Regions from separate parts of the Canis lupus genome. Here region 2 is linked to region 1. A link is a contact called in public Hi-C data. All regions are on one chromosome and are shown on one strand. The core of a region is the stretch at or near the end of the contact, and the rest is flanking DNA. Distances in the headings are between cores, read along the strand shown.

Region 1 (6,556 bases), core at 1,348-3,847:
CTGTCAGATGCAGTACTTTTTCATATTATTCCATAAGATTATAAACTTCATTAAGGTCAAGCCAAGGGCCTACCATGTTCACCATTGCACCTAGCCTAGAGAGGGCAGATAACTGGGCTTCAGGTTGGTGCAAAGAGTGCATTAATTGCATATTCTGATAAAAGAATTGGCACTGAAACTATCATGGGAGAAGTTTGTATTCATTCATTCGTATATTTAAAAATACTGATTATCTAATTTGTGGTCTGTCCTGAGGATAGGAAAAAAAAAATCTTAGGGCATCTGACTGGCTCAGTTGGTGGAGCATGCAACTCTTGAACTCTGGTTGTGTCTTCAAGCCCCCACACTGGGCATAGAGCTTACTTAAAAATAAAATAAACAGAAAAGATTCTTCTTGCAGTTTAGCACATGATTTGAAAAAGATTGCTACAGCACTTGAGTTTTCCACATTTTTTGAGGGTATACAGATCTGATTTAAATGTCAAGCATATATTATTCTGTGCACTGTGTGAGGGATACAATAGAAGCCAAATTAGAACTTTGAAAACTTATTTTATCTTTTTAAGGATCTTTTAAAGTTGGGGTACTTGGGTGGCTCAGTTAGTTAAGCTTCCAACTCTTGGTTTCTGCTCAGGTCCTGATCTCATGGGTTATGAGCTCCAACCCCAAGCTGGGCTCAGAGCTCAGTGGTAGTCTGCTTGGATATTGTCCTTCTGCCCCTTCCCACAGTTGTGTGCATGAGAGAGGGAGAGTGCAGGCTCACACAACCAGAAGGAAGAGCAGAGGGAGAAGGAAAGAGCGAGAAGAAGCAGACTCCCTGCTGAGTGCAGAGCTAGAGGAAGGGCTAGATCTAGGGACCTTGAGATCAAGACCTGAGCTGAAGAGTTGGGGTGCTTGAGGGGCTGAGCCACCCAGGCACCCCTAAAAACCTTTTTTAAAGTGTACTTCGCTGCTAACAGATTATAAAAAGATAACGAAGGGCAGATAGATAGCTTTTATAACTCAAAGTTTAGTAACTAAATTCACCTTTAAAATTACAAGGAAAACGACTGGAGGATTATTTTACCCCCACATTTTCCTCCAGAAAACAGGAAGTTTGAAAGTTCCTTTATTTTAGCTGTGTTTGTTATATCTAAATACCGCCACGAATGCTCAGTTAGGGGGCTGACTCTTGACCTCAGCTCAGATCTTGATTATCAGGGTGTCAAGTTCAGGCCCCTAGGCTCCACGCTGGGCTAGAGCCTACTTAAATAAACACCACCCGGAGCAAATGTATGAAATTACTGAAATCAAGAAAATCTATTTAACAATATTTCTTAGCTTCTAATGAGAAGAGATAAGCTGTCTCCCCCAGGCTTTACTTCTCATTCATAGGAGATACCACGTCGGAACACGGCACCAGGTCAAACAGCCTTGTACATTTTAAGTGTGTGCAGTTTACAGTGTATCATACCATAAGCTGCTTTAAAAAGCCAAACAAAAATAAGACATGAAAATATTACTTTATATGGGACAAATAAGGGATTTGATTTATTTCTTAGGAGCAGTTTCTACTGGGGATCAAAGTATCTGTGCAGGGCCTAGCTGTCAAAGGAGGGCGGTTTTGAAGCAAATTTTATGTAATTAATACCTATTTTTTTTAGACTCCTTTCAGGTTACCATCTATTCAATGAAAACAAAACAACCCAAAGTACCCTTTTAGTTTATCGTGCCGGGATGACAGTTCCGCTGCGCGGCAGAGCTATCTAGTGCTTTCGCCTCGAGAGCATCATTCTCAACCTCCACATAGGACTTCAGAAGTCTGGGAAAGACTCTTGCAAGTAAAATGTGCTTTTTTTTTTCTTGCGTGCCCCAAATCGCGTATGCTAAGGCTGTTTCGAAGTGAAGACTGAGAAAGAGGGGCTCAGGCTTGGGGCTGGGCGTGGCTGTCGAGAGACACCCTTCCTACAGATCCCAGTCGGCTCCCCACGATCTCCCAGTCCCCAGGGAAAAGCCTTTCGCACGCAACCTCCGGAAAAAAAGCGTTTTCCTGGGGATTCGACTCGAGGAAGCCGGCCGAGGTGTTTTTGTCTGTAGCTCGGGAGGCACCGCGCGGGCGGCCGCTCTCCAGACTCCTCCCGAGGTTCCGGGCTAATTCGGCGTCTCGCTCCGGGCCCCGGTGCAGGGACGGACCCGCCCGCGCTCCCGGGAGCGCCTGAGCCGCGAGGCGAGGCGAGGCGAGGCGAGGCGAGGCGCGACGCGGGGCGGGCCCGGCCCGGCCGAAAGCCTCGGCTCGGCCTCCACCCCCCGCCGCCTCGGCCGCCGGGGCGGGCGGGAGGGAGGGCGATTGACGGAACCGCCCGGCGGCCGGGGCTGCAGAGGGAGGGACCAAGCGGGGAACGGCTGAGCTTTCCGCTTAAACTGGCTGGGTTGGGCCTCGGGCACAGCCTCCCCCAAGCCTATTGGCCTCCCCGAATGGGTTGTTATGGTAACAAATGACCGCACAGTCCCTTACGAACCGGCCAATGAGAGGGGCCGTCTTTTTTGCCGCACCTCGGAGCAGGAGGTGTTGCGAAAGCCCGGGCCGGGCCCGTAGCAGAAGGCGGGGCCAGGACGTCCTGCGGAAGGGCCGAAGGCGGGGCTTGTGACGTTGCGGGCCGGGCCAATCACGCCCGGCTGAATCAACGGCCCCGCCCTTTTACCGCACATTTCCCCTCCCCTTGCTCATTTCGCACGACGCAGCGGTTGGGAACACAGACATTTTCGGAGCTGGAGCCGCCACTGCCGCCGCCATTTTGTGTCTGTGGAGAAAGAAGCTTCTGTGGCGGCTGGAAGTGGACGGAGATCACCCCTGAGACGGCGGCGTTTCACACCCGAGGTTCCCCCCGTGTCGTCCCCCAACCCCCCTCCGCGGTCAGCATGTGGTGAAGCCGGAGCCGCGAGAGACCCGGGGAGAGGAAGAGGAGTCGGAAGGGAGGCGGGGTGTCGAGAGCGGCTTCAGCTTCAGCTGCGGCGGACCTCGGAGGGGGGCCGCGGCGCAATGTCAGAGCAGACGCCGGCCGAGGCCGGTACTGCGGGGGCCCGGGAGGACGCCTGTCGGGATTATCAATCATCACTCGAAGACCTGACCTTCAATAGCAAACCGCACATCAATATGCTGACCATTCTAGCCGAGGAGAACCTGCCCTTCGCCAAGGAGATCGTCTCTCTCATCGAGGCCCAAACCGCCAAGGTTTTTATACACCCCGCAGCCTCCTATTCTTCTAATACTCCCTGATTTTAGTGTCAGCCTCATCCCAGGTCTCGCTTCCATCCAAAGGGGGACAGTGTTCCTCCTCTCCAACCCTCCACCTCCAACTCAGGCTCGGTCTTTGGCCCAGGCTTCGAGCGTGGGCCTCTCTTGGGGGGGAGGGAGTGGGGAGGGCGAAGGGTGGAGTCCTACTTCCGCTTACCAACTCCCTATTTAGGCCACCGCATTGTATATCCCGACACACACGCTTTGAATAGACCCCTTCGGGGAGGGGGAGACTTAAAGGCAGTTTGTGGTGTGGGGAAGTAAGAGTTAAAACCATTTTAACCCCCGGGAAGGTGGGGAGTGGTGGTTCTCCCATTCCCCGCCCTCCCCTCCCCCCCCCGCACCCTTTTGGGTAATTGTGCTCTGTGGGTTGGAAGGAGGTGAAGGGGGACCTGGGAGCGAGCTGTTGGTGGGTGGGAATAGGGAATTGGCCCCGAGTGGAGCAGCCGCCTGTTAGGAGCCCAACATGGCGCCTGAAAAGCACATGATGCGAAAGGGAAGAGAGGAGAATCCATTCCCTGCCAGCCAGGCAGCTGCTCACACCCGTCAGCCCCGTTTTGGGGTGGGGGCGGCTAGCTATAACTTTTATTCTCCTATCGGAGGGTCTAATTTGCCCCCAAATACGGGAAATTGGGGGTGAGGGTGGGGTTTGGGTGGGGGGGAGGAGATCTTATCCAACCTGTAGGTGGAGAACTGGCCCAGTGGGTAACACGTACTTGTAGTTTTTTTTTGAAAAGTTCAGTCCCTCCTCCTCTTCCTTTTCTCTTTTTTTCCTCCCTTCCCTGATAGTGAAGACGTGCTTTTCTTCACCCCTTGACAGAAGTGGTCCTCTGCCACCCTTTATTTCCCTGTAGTCCTCCTCTTCTGTGGATTCATGTGGGAGCGATATGTCATTTAAGTTACTGTTAAACTTAGTTATCATAATGAGTTCTAATAGCTTCCCAGTATTACGTTTTTAAGTTATTTTTCAAGCTTGTACTTACGGTTTAGTTTTTTCTAGTTGTTAGTGATTGAAATTAACAGGATGAGCCTCCTTTTAGCAGAGTGAACCCCTTTTAAAAGGCCACTTTAACAACAACCACCAATATATTGTTTAGAGGCGGTTTCTGTCTAGTGTACAACTGAGTGGTCTGACTCTAATAAATGGTTTTGAAATGTGTGACTGGTATTATAAAATTTGTGAATAAAACATATAAAATATGTATTTGTCTTTTTTATTTACCTTTGTAAGGTGTAGAATCTGTTTCCAAGACTTATTTTTATCTACGTGGTTGTGTGTTTTAAACAAAAGTCTTTAAGTGACTTGGGTTCATTCTTTAGGTTCCATCCACTCTTTTGGGTAAATGTGTTCACAAGATACACGGTTTCAGGTGGTCCTTTCATACCTTAATTTAAAGAGGACAAAAAGTAAAGGTTTTTTTTGTTTTGTTTTGTTTTGTTTTTAAGGGCCCAACAACTTTGTCATGCTCAGTCTGACAGCTAAAATGCAAGTCTTCATTCACCTTTTCCTGTGAATGTGAAACAGCTATTGTTTTTTTTTAAAGTATGAGACTTAAGGAAGCATTTCTTGTACTCAACATCCTCTTTATTGATACCACAAACATGTTGGACGTGAAAAATTAGTTTTTGCCTTATTGAAGGCTTAACTTGACATTGAATGCCTTTTTTAAAAAACAAAACTGCACTTGGCGTTTTTTTAAAAAAACAAACAAACATTGATTTAAAAAATCTAATTACCTAGTATTTTTGGAATTACTAATACTCCACAGAGCCTAATATTTAGCAGTTCAGGTTGTCACTCAACAGTTTCCTTGCTGGTTTTTAATGGATCCAGAAGACCTTCGAGAAGTGAAAACTGACTATAGTGACCACATTAAAATTTGTATTTGTGTATGGCTACACAGAGTGGTGAAAATAGATGGACTATTTGCTGATAAAGCTGAATTTTTTTTTTTTTTTGGAACACGTTTCCTGGTTATTTTTGGAAAGCCAGGTTTTGAGGAAAAGATGTAAAAGTCACTGGGGAAATAATCAGGGTTGGGGTTGAGGGTGAGGGGAGGGATTTTCTGTCATTTGGTAGCAAACTGGCTTGGTTTTGTGTTTTCTGGAGGTGAATGTTTTGTGTCCTTATTCTCTAGCGTCTCAGCATTACTAAACTTAAAGATTCACACTTGATTTGACTCCTCCCATGAGGCAGTAGTAGTGAAAAACTATTACATACGGGATTCACTTGTACAATAAAAAATTAGCCTACTGAACAGATTTTGGTTTTAAAGAGCCCGTCTTCATTAAGTACAACAAAGACTAAAAATGGTGTAAAACATGACATGGTAAGATAAAGACACAGCAATAAAGCATTTGACATGTTGGTACTTACTAGTTTACCCACATGCAGTGGCCTTGTGAACCCTTTTATTAGGACCTTAAAAGAAATTTTTCATACAAAGCTGTTCAAAGGTTTCCTTGGCCAACTTTGGTTGTAAAGGTGTTATCAGAAGCAAGAGCACTTCCACACACTTGTATGGGCAATTGGTTTTGTGAAATATGGCATTGTGTACTGCAGAACTGTGAGCCTACCCTAGCTACAGGTAGCTATGGGTAAGTGTCGTTCAGGGTTAAGATTCCGATACACATGGGATGGGTAAATGGGGATAATTTTTTTGTTTTTGTTTTAAAATCATGGGTGCTCCTGTGGAGTCGGAGTTAACAGTTTATATGGCGTGTCTTAATGCTCCTCAAGTCTGTGAACCTGCTGATGCTTTCTGGAAACTTGCTGTACATTCTAAAAGCCAGTGGTGGGTAGGCATTGCAGTTGAACTGGGGCAACATTTCTTTGCTTTGGAAAGGGCCACCTGTATCAGCATCACCACACTGGCTTTGCACAAATTAAGAAACTCTGGTTTGTGCATGTCAGAGGAGAAATATTTCGACGGAGAGTCCATGCTGTGAAGAAAATCGTCAGGACAAATCCTGGTTTCCAGAGTCAAGTTCGACCTGATTTACATGACTCAGCAGCTGCTCCATCCAGTTTTTCTTGTATCAGTAACAACTTGCACCTTCCTGCATGTTCTTGTGCAAGTTTAAGAGTCTTTTTTTTTTTTGCCATTAACTTCATATGTGAAGTGTACTTAATTTCTTTGTTCATTGGATTATAGAGAAGTAATCCTAATGATTTTACAGGTAACAAAAGTGTCATAGACTTTAACATATAAAATATGCCTGTGGAAATTAGGGTTTCTGCCAGAAGTCTGGAAACTCCTTGAATCTAGGCACACTATTATA
Region 2 (6,261 bases), core at 1,391-3,890, 190 kb before region 1:
TCCTCTGCTGAAATAAAATGCTTTCTCTTCCTCATAAACTGTAATTTAAATTTCTGGGTTAAAAATAATTCCTTATAAGTTACAAATTCATTCAATCAGTCTATCTGAATTCAAGATTCAGGGCTAAATATTCTGCTGGGGACATGTCATCTGTTTTCATTTAATCATCACCAAATCCCCAGATCAAGAAACTGCGTTTACTGTTTGTTTGTTTTTTAAGATTTTATTTACTTGAAAGAGACCATGCACTTGCAGGGTGGAGGGAGCACAAGCAGGTGAGAGGCAAAGGGAGAAGGAGAAGCAGACTCCTCGCTGAGCAGGGAGCCCTGCGCCATCCCAGGACCCACGGACCACGTGACTGAGCCAAAGGCAGAGGCTTAACTGACGCAGCCAATCAAGGGCCCCAAGAACAGGGTTCAGAGAAGTACCGTAACTTTCCTAAGTTCACAGAGCTAGCAGAGTGGAATGCTGTTCTATTCAACTCCAAAAGCCAAACCTCAGACTCTTGCATTCTTTCTAAGTCCAAACCTTTTCCTAGTCTTTACCTGTCTTTACACAGGTTCCCAGAAATACAAACTGGTAAGAGATCTCGTCACTTCACACAGTCTTGTCATGCTTCAGGCAGCCAAGCACAAAGCCATCAAGTCTACTTTAAACTTCTAAACTCAAGCTTCAGAACTGCAGAGATGCTAATCCCCACCCTCAAATCTTGACTTTCTTCTACAACTTTCTTTACAACCGTGGGCTACACGTTATGTTCAGTCTTATGGAGAACAGGAATGGTTAAAAACCCTTAATCAGAGGGCGACAAAATCAACTTTGAGCTGAGCAAGAGATGACAGGCTGGTGTTTTGGGTTGAATACTACATATTACCTAATAGGATACTGGAAATGTGTATTTAAAGGCTGCTTTTGGACAAACGATGACTGTCACGACGGAGTAGGAGTCACAGGTGGCATCAAACAATTTTAATTTGACGGGAGGTGAGGAGAATTTGAATTAGAGCATCATCTTCTGGGAGCAGAAGCTGAAGTGACTGTCACAGCCAATTTTAGAAGAGAGTGTGGAAACCAGGATTGATATTAAACTACTGGTTCACGGGAGAAGAGATTTTAAACAGAACTGAAACTTGGTGCCACTGTCTAGAAACTGTGAGCCAAAGATCGGACAAGTCCTAGGCATTAGGGGTCTGAAATTCTGGGTGAGCTCCAGTGCCTAGGCTCGGGTCCATTAGGCAGGGACTGCGCAGCCCGAGCGCTCCCCGACGCCCGCCCCGCCCCGCCCCGCCCCGCCCCGCCCCGCCTTACCTTCTGTAGGATGTAGTGAACCGAGTACTTCGCGCCAGTAAAATGGCGGGAGGTGAAACTGGTTGACCAGCGCAGGCTGCTGAGGGCCTTCACGGCCGGCGGTACAGGGATGGCGACCCCAGGCGTCAGGAGAGCCAGGAGCAGGAGCAGGACGGCGGGGCGCCCCATGGCTACGGCTCCGGCTGGCGGCTGCAGTGCGGGTGGGAGCGAGACCGGCAGAGACGCGGAGCTAGAGCCGAGCCCAGCCCGCAGCTCCGCCCACCGCACAGAGGCTCCTCCCCGGAGCAACGCCGCCCAAGCCTGGGCGCCCACGCCGCCCCGCCCCGCCCCGGTCCCCGGCGGCGCCGCAGCCTTTCACGTTCCTCTGGCGCAGTCCCCTCTTCCGAGTCCACCTTCATCGCGGCCCCAGTCCAAGTCCACCCCTTTCCCACCGGACCGCCGGAATCCCATCCTGGGGACAGAGCGCTCTCCAAGCCCAGCACCTCCTTTCCTGCCCTGCCCGGTCGGCCTCAGTTCCATTGCCACCCCCCTTGCCCTCCGCAAACCCCATATAATAACAATAATAATAAGAGCTGCCATGACAATTCCTTGAGCGTTCTCTACGTGTCCCTATATCGCTAGGCATAATGGCACACACGCCTCTAACTCCAGCATCACAGCAATCCGTGTGTCGCGTGATGGCTACTCCCACTGACAGCTGAGGAAACCGAGGTCCCGAGGGGTGGAGGGCATTGCACTGGGTTACTCAGGAGGCAGGGGAGCGCGGCTTCGCAGCCCGCTCGGTCCGGCCCTCGCATCCCACCTCCATGATGTCAGCCAACCACCTCTTGCGGTAGTCCGCTCACCCATCACCCCGAACCTCCGCGCTGCCCACACAAGCCATCCCTTAGCTGGAGTCTCCGGGGCCCGGAGCCCCCCCGAGTCCCGCTAGGTCCGGGTCCCTTCGTCCAGGATACGCCCCGGTCCCCTGCCCCGGGCGGGTAGCCCGCTTCAGACCCCGCTTCCATCCCCCTCTTGCTCTTCTCCGCGCCACCAAGCTCCCCTGCCCAGCTCCCACTCCTCCTTCCAGGCGCCCTGCCGAACCCCGATCTGAGGGGCGCTACCACCCCTTCCTGGGACCCCCACGCTGCCCCCAAAACCAACTTTATAGACTGTGCCACTGCGGCACCAGTCGGGGAAAAACATCCCCCAAACCCTGTCTCTACCCACAGTTTGACGAAAATGGTCGTTCCCAGAAACTCACAGAACGCCGCGTTCAATCTCCACCCTCGGCGGCGCCTTCTTCTGATTGGCTGTGAGCAGCCACTGCCCAAACGTCACTTCCGGCGGAAAAGGACGCGGGAGTTTTGATTGGAAACTTGATTCGTCGCCGGGTCCCAGCGGTCGGCACCGCGGAGCGTCGCCCGGACGAGTCTCGGTCGTGTGCCTCAGGTGAGGAGCTGTGGAGCGCAAAGGGCGAGACTCCTAACGTGGCCCTGAGTGTCGTCGTGGGTGAGACTTAGAGCGTTCCCTGTTGTTTTCTCAGGAGTTAGTCTTTCTCTGTAGAAGGGTGGCCATGAGAGTGAACAGGAAAAAGGGTCTGTCTGTCATTTAGAATTAGGCCGTGCTGTTGATACAGTTCAGCGAGCGTTTCCTCCACATTTGCCTAGCCAGCGAGCTAGATGAGGGTGAGCCTCTGGAACCGATAAAACAAAGGAAAAGTACCATCCGGGTTTTGAGGTGCTCGGAGATGCGGCTTTAGCAGGCTTTGCTGAGTAATTGAGTGCTGAAAAGGGGGCTTTTCCATATCGTTTTGTGACCTAGAGGGAAGAGTGTTTTGTCAGTGTGCTCAAATCGGAAACTTGAAATTGTTCTACATTCCTTACCTATCTTATACTCAGCCAGTCATTATATCTCGAATCCACACAGTCCTCCACTTGTGGGCCACTTGGAACACCGTGACTTCTCCATAGCTCCAGTCTCCAGCCTCCCAGCTGGCTCTTACTTCGTGTTACTTTCCAATCCAGTCTCCACATTGCCAGGCTATCTGGTAAGTCGCAGATCTGGCCAGAGCACTCCCGGTTTAAAATCTTTACTTGCCTCCTATTTGCCCTCAAGGTAAGCCTAACCTTCTTCACATATTTTACAGGGCCCTTCTTGCTAGCCTTTGCCTGCCTCTCCATATTTGTTTTGTACTGCTCCAGCCCTATGAAAAGTCTTTGAGTTCCTCAAATCCACCGTCTCACCTCACCTCCAGATCGCTTCTAACCTGGCTAATTCATACTCATTCCTTAAGTTTCAGTTTTATTGTCTTTTAACTCAGGAAGCCTTTCTGCACCCTGCAAAACTGGGTCACAAAGTACCTAGTAGTTAGTGATAGCAGATAGTTTGGATATTGTTTTTGACTTATTTATTTGAGAGAACGCACAAGGAGAGGGAGAAGCAGGCTCCTCGCTGAGCAAGGAGTGTAATGGGGGCTCCATCCCAGCACTCCAGATCATGACCCAAGTGGAAGGCATACACTTAACTGACTGAGCCACCAAGGCACCACTATCCTGCAGATAGTTTTTTTTTTTTTTTTTTTTTAAGATTTTATTTATTTATTCATGAGAGACACAGAGAGGCAGAGACACAGGCAGAGGGAGAAGCAAGACCCATGCAGGGAGCCCGACGCGGGACTTGATCCCGGATCTCCAGGATCATGCCATGGGCTGAAGGCGGCGCTGAACCACTGGGCCACCCAGGCAGCCCTATCCTGAAGATAGTTGTAAGTGCCTCCCTTTGCCAAGAATTACTAGGTACTGGGATTACAATAGTGAACAAGTTAGATTCCTCACCAAGTGGAACTTAACTCTTATAGGTGGAGTTAAGAATAGAAGGGGAAACTGAGTTAGGCTCGTTTCAGGTGGCCTCTCTCAAGTCTTGAAAAACAAAATTTGACCAAGTAAATTTGAAGATCAAGTTAGCTTTTTTAAATGATTCAGACAACATCTTACCTAGCAAATAAAAGAGAGCTCCAAAGAGTCATACAAAATAGGTTTTTATAGGAAAGAAAGTAGGGCAAGGAAGTTATTAGCAAAAGAAAAGGATTGTTCTGGGCAAGGTCAGTCTTCCTCTGGGGGAAGGGCAAGGAGTCTTATGCAGATTGCCTTTCTGAGATGGAGAGAGCTCTTGTTGGCACTGATCCAGAAAATTCCTTATTGACCAGTTAAGACTATATTTCTGGGGGAAGTTGAAACTGCAGTTAGCTGAGGTAGTTAGCCCCAGTTTGGGGACTCTGCAAATGACTTCATTTGGGGCCTGTGGCTTTTTTTCTAACACAAGAGTTGACTCTTAAAGCAAGGCCTAAAAGATGAGAATGATCCAGCCATGCAATAAAGAAAAGGAAGAACATTCCAGAATGAATAGATTGTACAAAGGCCCTAAGCCAGGGAAGAAGTTGTCATCTGAGTGCTCAAAAACCTAAGGAAAGATCTGTGCTGCTGGAAGGTATTCAGAAAGGATAGGTGATGAAATGAGCCTTGAGAGATGGGCAGGGACCAGATCTTGCAGTTAGGAAGCTAATGCGGCAGCAGAAGCAACAGGTGATGATGTTTGGATTACGTAGTAGCAGAACATATGTGGGAAAAGTGGACAGTGGTTCTTAGATTTGGAAATAGAAGGACATACAGATGAGTATAATTTGAGACTTGAGGGAAAAAGAAATGAAAGATGATTCCTAAGTATCTGACCTGACTTAACTGGTTGAAGAATAGTGCTATTTGCTGACATGGAGAAAATTTCAAGAAAAGAATGTGCTGTCTGTTCGATTGAATGGGGGCCCCAAATGTGGGGCAGTGATTGAGTGAAAACCAGTGGCGTGGGCGGTGAAAGGATTCACCCAAGGCAGCACAAAGGAGATAGTTTATTGAATACACCACAAGGGAGTGGTGGGCAGGACAGCAAAGGTGAGACTGTCTGACAGGAGAGCATGAGTAGGGCTGTATTTAAAGGGGAAGATAAAGAGGTATGGCAACGTAGGGAATTTTCCCTTTTTTGGTAACTGTGCCTGCTGTAAGTAGCCCATTGATCTGTTTAGGGCCTATGGATATTTTGAGGTAGGTCTCCTGTCTGTATTCAGGCAGGTGGTCACCGTAGGCCCTTTTGCCTTGCTCTTCATTACGTTGCTCAAGCCTGTTGTCTAAAAGCAGCCTCTACAAAGAAGTTTGAAAGGAAACTAAGAATTCAGGTTTTTTACCTATTAAAACTTGAGGTGTCTATGGAACATCAAAATAATGGCTGTCTATAACTGTCTCCTCCATGTGGAAGTCTGGAGCTTGCAGATATTGTATGTACCTTAATGTCACTTCCTTAGTAGTTACACATTGTCTTAGCCAACAGTTTATAAATTTCTTGAACACAAGAGCCTGTATTTTCTATCTAATTTTGTCACCCTCCCTATCCCTTCATCTATCATAAACTCAATGGACAAACTGTGTTGTATTCACCAAGAGTTTCCTGGGTGGTGTCTTGGGGGTTTTTTATTGTTAAGGATTTTTTTTTTTTTTTTTTTTTTTAATTCAAGTAGGCTCCACACCCAACATGGGGCTTGAACTCATGAGATGAAGAGTCGCATGCTCCGGATGCCCTGCCTTCAGCTCAGGGCCTTATCCTGGAGTCCCTGCATGGAGCCTGCTTCTCTCTCTGCCTCTCTCCTTCTGTGTCTGTCATTAATAAATGGATAAAATCTTAAAAAAAAAAAAAAAAAAAGTCACATGCTCTAAGCTAGCCAGCTACCTGTCTTGGGTGGTATTTTAAAAGTATTTTTCACCAATATTTCTCCAAATAAAAGAGGTTTCGTTTTTTTGTTTAATTTTCTGTCTCCTGCTTTCTCATCTCTTTCTAGAATTTTCACGTTATGTCAGTAAATCATTTCTCAAGGATTTGTTATGACTACTTTTAGAAAACTTAGACAAAGTATGCACCCTTGGGGGT

What was found. Hi-C and Micro-C count contacts between places; a contact is called where the count stands out from the background.
Region 2: a contact with region 1 is called in a Hi-C map of blood, with 2.4 times the contacts expected there. The contact joins the promoter of PRCP here to the promoter of PCF11 in region 1. A contact is called at or near these places in 3 of 9 Hi-C or Micro-C datasets (amygdala and blood).

The regions. Positions count from the first base shown.
Region 1 is chr21:16,138,080-16,144,635 of UU_Cfam_GSD_1.0, reverse strand. PCF11 (pre-mRNA cleavage complex 2 protein Pcf11) reads left to right here and starts at 2,597. Exons shown (of 16, transcript XM_038568462.1): 1 at 2,597-3,211. The coding sequence starts at 3,020.
Region 2 is chr21:16,330,142-16,336,402 of UU_Cfam_GSD_1.0, reverse strand. PRCP (lysosomal Pro-X carboxypeptidase) reads right to left here and starts at 2,640. Exons shown (of 10, transcript XM_038568483.1): 1 at 2,552-2,640; 2 at 1,309-1,497. The coding sequence starts at 1,476. DDIAS (DNA damage-induced apoptosis suppressor protein) reads left to right here and starts at 2,623. Exons shown (of 9, transcript XR_005375600.1): 1 at 2,623-2,739; 2 at 3,217-3,337.